2 separate regions of the Gossypium hirsutum genome follow, and region 1 is linked to region 2. Evidence: chromatin contacts called from public Hi-C data. All regions are on one chromosome and are shown on one strand. Each heading gives the region's core, a stretch centred on a gene start, on an enhancer-like site or on the middle of the called end of the contact. The rest is flanking DNA. Distances are from core to core; before and after follow the strand shown. Region 1 has its middle 5.7 kb from the start of LOC107941423. Region 2 has its middle 18 kb from the start of LOC121209413.

What was found. Hi-C and Micro-C count contacts between places; a contact is called where the count stands out from the background.
Region 1: a contact with region 2 is called in a Hi-C map of fibers, with 2.2 times the contacts expected there. The contact joins two enhancer-like sites. A contact is called at or near these places in 14 of 34 Hi-C or Micro-C datasets (callus, fibers, hypocotyl and 3 more).

Annotation. Positions count from the first base shown.
Region 1 is chrA11:117,052,668-117,055,367 of Gossypium_hirsutum_v2.1, forward strand. It overlaps the pseudogene LOC107886030. Among protein-coding and RNA genes, the nearest start is that of LOC107941423, 5.7 kb to the right of the region's middle. Within about 2 kb of position 1,289, at least 3 of the 9 cell types and tissues checked have an H3K27ac peak or open chromatin away from gene starts, as enhancers often do.
Region 2 is chrA11:117,007,267-117,009,966 of Gossypium_hirsutum_v2.1, forward strand. No RefSeq gene overlaps it. Among protein-coding and RNA genes, the nearest start is that of LOC121209413, 18 kb to the left of the region's middle. Within about 2 kb of position 1,320, at least 1 of the 9 cell types and tissues checked has an H3K27ac peak or open chromatin away from gene starts, as enhancers often do.

The DNA of each region.
Region 1 (2,700 bases), core at 39-2,538, 45 kb after region 2:
ACACTTAAAAAATAAATCCATTTGAAAACTTTGAATACTTTAATACTAAATAAGAAACTTCACTCTCGTTAATTTAAGAGGAGTTTCAAATAAATAAATATATAATTCACTATCCAATTTGAAATTAAAAAAGTAAAAATGATACAAAAACAAAATTTACATATCTTTTTAAGGGTTGTTTGGAATAGTTCATGCCTTATGGTTTTGAGAGTAATATTTAATACTCCAACAAAAAAAAAATTAATAGAGGAACTTACTTTTAATGTTTAAAGAATTATATAAAAAAGACTATTTAATTTTAAATTGGATATCCTATTAGATACAAATGAGATTATAAATACGGGTCAGAAATTTGTGTTGAGAGAATTGGGAGATTAAATTATAAAAATTTACTTATATTGTACAAGTTAAGCATACAAAACAATTCAATTAATCTCTTTTTTCGTGGATGATTTTAAGGGGATTTTTTTATCATAATTATTGGGAAGTTATTAAAAAGGATGTTTTGGAAGCTATTAAGAGTTTTTTCTAGGGAAGGAAAATTTCCGATGGGTTTAAATGAGATTGAGATAATTTTAATTCTGAAGACTAAATGTCTTGAATTAATGACATAATTTAGGTCAATTAATCTTTGTAATTTTAAGTATTAAATCATATCGAAGATCATAGTGATTATTAATAGAGTCGAGTCTAGTTTTATTTCTGGGATTAGCCTTAGTAGTCATTATCCACTACTGTCACATTTGTTATTCACGAACGGTTTCTTTTCTTTTTGGAAGCTAGTTCGTTAAATTGTAGGAGAATGGTTAACTTGATTCAAGAATATTGTGCAGCTTCTGGACGAAGGGTCAACTATGATAAATCAAGCAACGTTTTTAGTGTGAATACTCCCGAAGGGTCAACGAAAGGTTGATTCAAGAAGAGACTAACATAGAGGTGGCAAATAATTCGGCCGCCTACTTGGGTGTCCCTTCCTTGTGGGGGCTTTCGAAAACATTAACTTTGAGGCATATCAAAGATAAGGTCCTTACTTTCACCAAAAAAAAAAAAAGAAAAAAAGATAAGGTCCTTACCAAACTTAAGGGCTGGAAGCAGCAAACGTTATCTTGAAGGGGAAGGGAGGTTCTTATTAAAGCAGTAGCATGCGCTTCAATGTATACGATATCTTTTCGAATTTCCTAAAAAATTATGCGTGGAAATGAATTCAGCAGAAGGAAAATGAGAGATGTATTCATTGAAAAGCTTGGAGGACTTGCTCTACTTGCAAAACAATCTTGACAGTTAGTCCAGGATCCTGATGCTCTTTGGGCTAGGATTTTAAAAGGACTTTATTTCCCGAATTCTAATTTCCTTGAAGCTAAAACGGGAGCTAGGTCATCATGGGTGTGGAGTAGCATTCTTGAAGGGAAAGAGTTTTTAAAAGCAGACTTTGATTTAGCAAGTGCTAAATGGCGAAAGCATCCACAATTGGGAAGATAAATGGTTGCTGGGAGTTAAAGATAGGAAATTAAAGTATCCTGGAAATATTGACGGATCCTCACCAACAAGAGTTGCTGAGATAATTTGTTTAGAAGAACTAGATAAATTGGTGTGGCCGTTTACAGCTGTTGGTCAATATTCGATGAAGTCAGGGTATAAGGAGTTGAGAAAGTTCTATGGAAATGAGTCTTCTTTACAACCTTCCAGCTCTCACTTAATTGATAGGAGCACTTGGAAAGCTATTTGGAGCTTACAGGTACCGAACAAAGTTAAAATTTTCTTATGGAAATTGTGTCATAATGCTATTCCATCTCGTTTTAATCCGTGGAAAAGAAAGTGTGTTTCGAACCCAATTTGTTGTTTATGTGGTATTGAAGATGAGACTTTGCACATATTATTCTTAGTTGTAATTGGGTTAGGGGAATATAGTATGAGGCTTGTTTTGGTCTTCAAGGGCTAAATGATCAAATTCAATCATTTGACAGATGGTTCTCAAAGTTGTTACAAATGCCTTGTATGAGAGAGGATTTCAAAGTTAGAATTGTTTTCACTTGCTAGCGCATCTGGAAAGCTAGGTGTGAGGTTACAATTGAAGGTGCGAAACTTGGTTTGGAGAGAATTATTCGAAGGATTAATTGCTCCATGAATGATTTCTTATTGCTCAATGGATCCTCTGTTCGAACAATAACTCTGATCGAACTAGGAAGTCAAAAACTTGTGCTGATGTTTGGGAGAAACCACCAGAAGGTCGGGTTAAAGTTAATTGTGATGGGGCATTTGACACCTTAATAGCTTGTGCTGGTATTAGAGTAATAGGCAGAAATTTAAGTGGGAAGATGCTGGATGGGATTGGTAAAAGGATTTAAGTAGATTCATGTGAGGTTGTCGAGGCTAAAGCTATGATTGGATGGATTGAATTAGCTATGAAGAACAAATGGACCAATGTGACAATCAAGACTGACTCCCAGACTATTGCTTCGAATATTAAGAAGAAGAGTCAAGATCGAAGATGGAGATTAAGGCTAGTCCTTCAGGTTTTTGATAAGCTGGTCATGCAACTTTCTTCTTTGAAAGTCAATGTTGTTAGACGAGAAGCGAATAGGTTAGCGGATTGGTTTGCTAAATAGGGTCGTAAGGAGATGTGCTGGTTGTTCGAATCAACCACCATCTTTCTTGGGCTTTACTCTTGATAAGAATGGTTTACCTGCGCCTCCAGCTTTC
Region 2 (2,700 bases), core at 70-2,569:
AATGCACTAATTATATACAATATATCATAAATAAAACATTAAATAATATAAAAAACATGGTAAATATTAATGTGTAAAATATGTATGAGTAAAAATAGATGACATGCATAGGAAATGGATAAATAGAATCTACATAAAATATAAAATCCAATAATTTAATGTACACATGAATGGATTAATAAATAAAATGATGCATATAATACAATATATCAATGTACATATATAGAAATATGCATTTGAAAGTAAATTATAAAAGTCTAAGATATTACATAACATATGAAATACATAACATAACAATAATACATTAATGCTAAAGTAAAAACAAATATTGTATAATAAAAAAAATAAGTTTTAAAAATATATGTATAATATAAACAATTGATAAATAGAATGAGCATATAAAAAAATGTGATATTTAATAATAAATTTAAAATATAATATATAATAAAAAATATATTTATAAGAATAATAATTATATAAAAAATATAAAATATATTGGTTTAGAAAAATAATGTATAAAATATTAAATATGTAAAATAATTTATATTTATAATGAAATGATTATATAATATATATACATGCATAGAAAATATATATTTGAAAATAAACTATATAAAAAGGTTCAATATTATGATATATAAAATACATAATCAAATGTATAAAAGATAGGAAAAAATATACATATTTGAAAATTGAAGAAATTAAAAATAAAAAGAGTTGAAAAATTAAGATAGACGAAGAATAAAATAAGAACAAACCACAGAGAGTAAGAACGCAAGATGGAGAGAAATTTGAGTGAATGCTCTTCAAGAATTCTTATTGCTTCCCAAAACTCAAGTGTTTTACAATGAAGGGAGAGGCCTCTATTTATAGTTGAGCCTCCCCAAATCCAACGGTACAGATCAATTACATCAACGGTTAAGATCAAAGGATATCTACAAATTAAATCTCCAAGATTACAAAATCATATCTTCTAAGATTGTATATCATATCTAAGATTGCAATCATATCTATGATTGTATCATATTTAAGATTGCAATCATATCTAAGATTGTATCATATCTAAGATTGCAATCATATTTAAGATTGTATCATATCTAAGATTACATATCATTGAAGATTATATTTCCATATGAGTCAAGCTTGTAGATGGACCTTAAATCTTTTCAAGTAATGGGCCATTCCGATCGGGCCAAATTATATTTGTAATTCTGGACTGAACTTGGACTTCGTTTTTTTTGGGGTTTATTATTTTAAATACTGAAATGGGCCAGGCAAAATTGAGTGTCTACAGTTCTTATTTAGATATTTTTGTCGAGTTTATCTTGCTAATCCAAATTTCTCTCTCCCTTTTTTTTGTTTTCAAAATTATTTGTATTCTAACATTTATTTTGGACATAACTCGGACATGAGAAGAGATTATATGAAACTATGATTTCATGTTATCCACATCTCTTTCCAACAGGAGAATGACAAATCAGATTTTTCCTCTTGATTTTTAGCTTTTTCCTCCTGAAAAAATTCAAATCCAATTGAAAATTATAAAATACAGAAGGAAAAATATGATTTGTCATTCTCCTATTGGAAAGGAATATAGATGACGCGGAATCACAGTTTTATATAATCCTTTCTCACTCGAACATAAGTATAACATTAATTTCACCAATTCACCCCTAAATTAATTTTTTAATGTCAAAAGTTGAATTATCAATCATATAATTTTATCACTTTATTATCATTATTATTATTTAAATATGAGATGATAATTTGAAGATGCCCTAGACAATAAATCTTTTGAGTACAAAAATATAATCGTAGCAATATATGCAAATCATGCGCCAATTAAGTAGGAAGTGCCGTGGGGAAACCCATTGGTTTTGTGCTCACACGTCACTAGCAAGACAGCTAATTTTTTGTAGTCTTCTAAAATTGTCTTTTTAGGGAAAAAAACATTTATTTAATCTACCAAAAGTGCCCAACAAATTATCATCAAAGGTTAAATTCTAAGTCTTATAAATTATATTCAAGTTGATAATTATTATAAATATTTTTAAAAAAAGTTTATTATGTGATAAATTCTTTTTTTTCCACGTATATATTACACGCCTATTAAAATAATATTATTTCACATTGTTTAAATAAATTTATAATTATTCATGAATTTATATTTAAATTGAATTTTTTATTAGTTTATTAGGGCATGATTCAAATTTAGAAGGGAGAACACAGACTTTTATTAAAGACCAAGGTCAACTCTAAGTCAAGCTGTTTGCAATTTGCTAAAATCCCCATACACGTCTAGGAGCGAAAAGAATACTCCTTTTCATGCCTAAACTACTTTTTAAGGTGTGCAGTAATTTTAAGGGAAAATACATTAACAATCACTCAATTTTGAGGTAGCTGATAAAATAGTCACTCTAGTTTCAATTCAGTCACTCAACTTTTGAAAAATAACAAAACAGTCACTAACGTTATCAAAAAGCGACAAATCAGTCGCCTATTCACATTTTCTATTATAGGCCTAACGAGATAGGTGACGTGGCCAGTTAATTAGCTGACGTGGCCAGTTAACTTGCCACGTTGGACGAGGTAAAGTTTCAATTCAATCACTCAACTTTAAAAAAATAATAAATCAGTCACTAACGTTATCAAAAAGTGACAAATAAGTCACCCATTAACATTTTTTGTTACAAGCCTAAC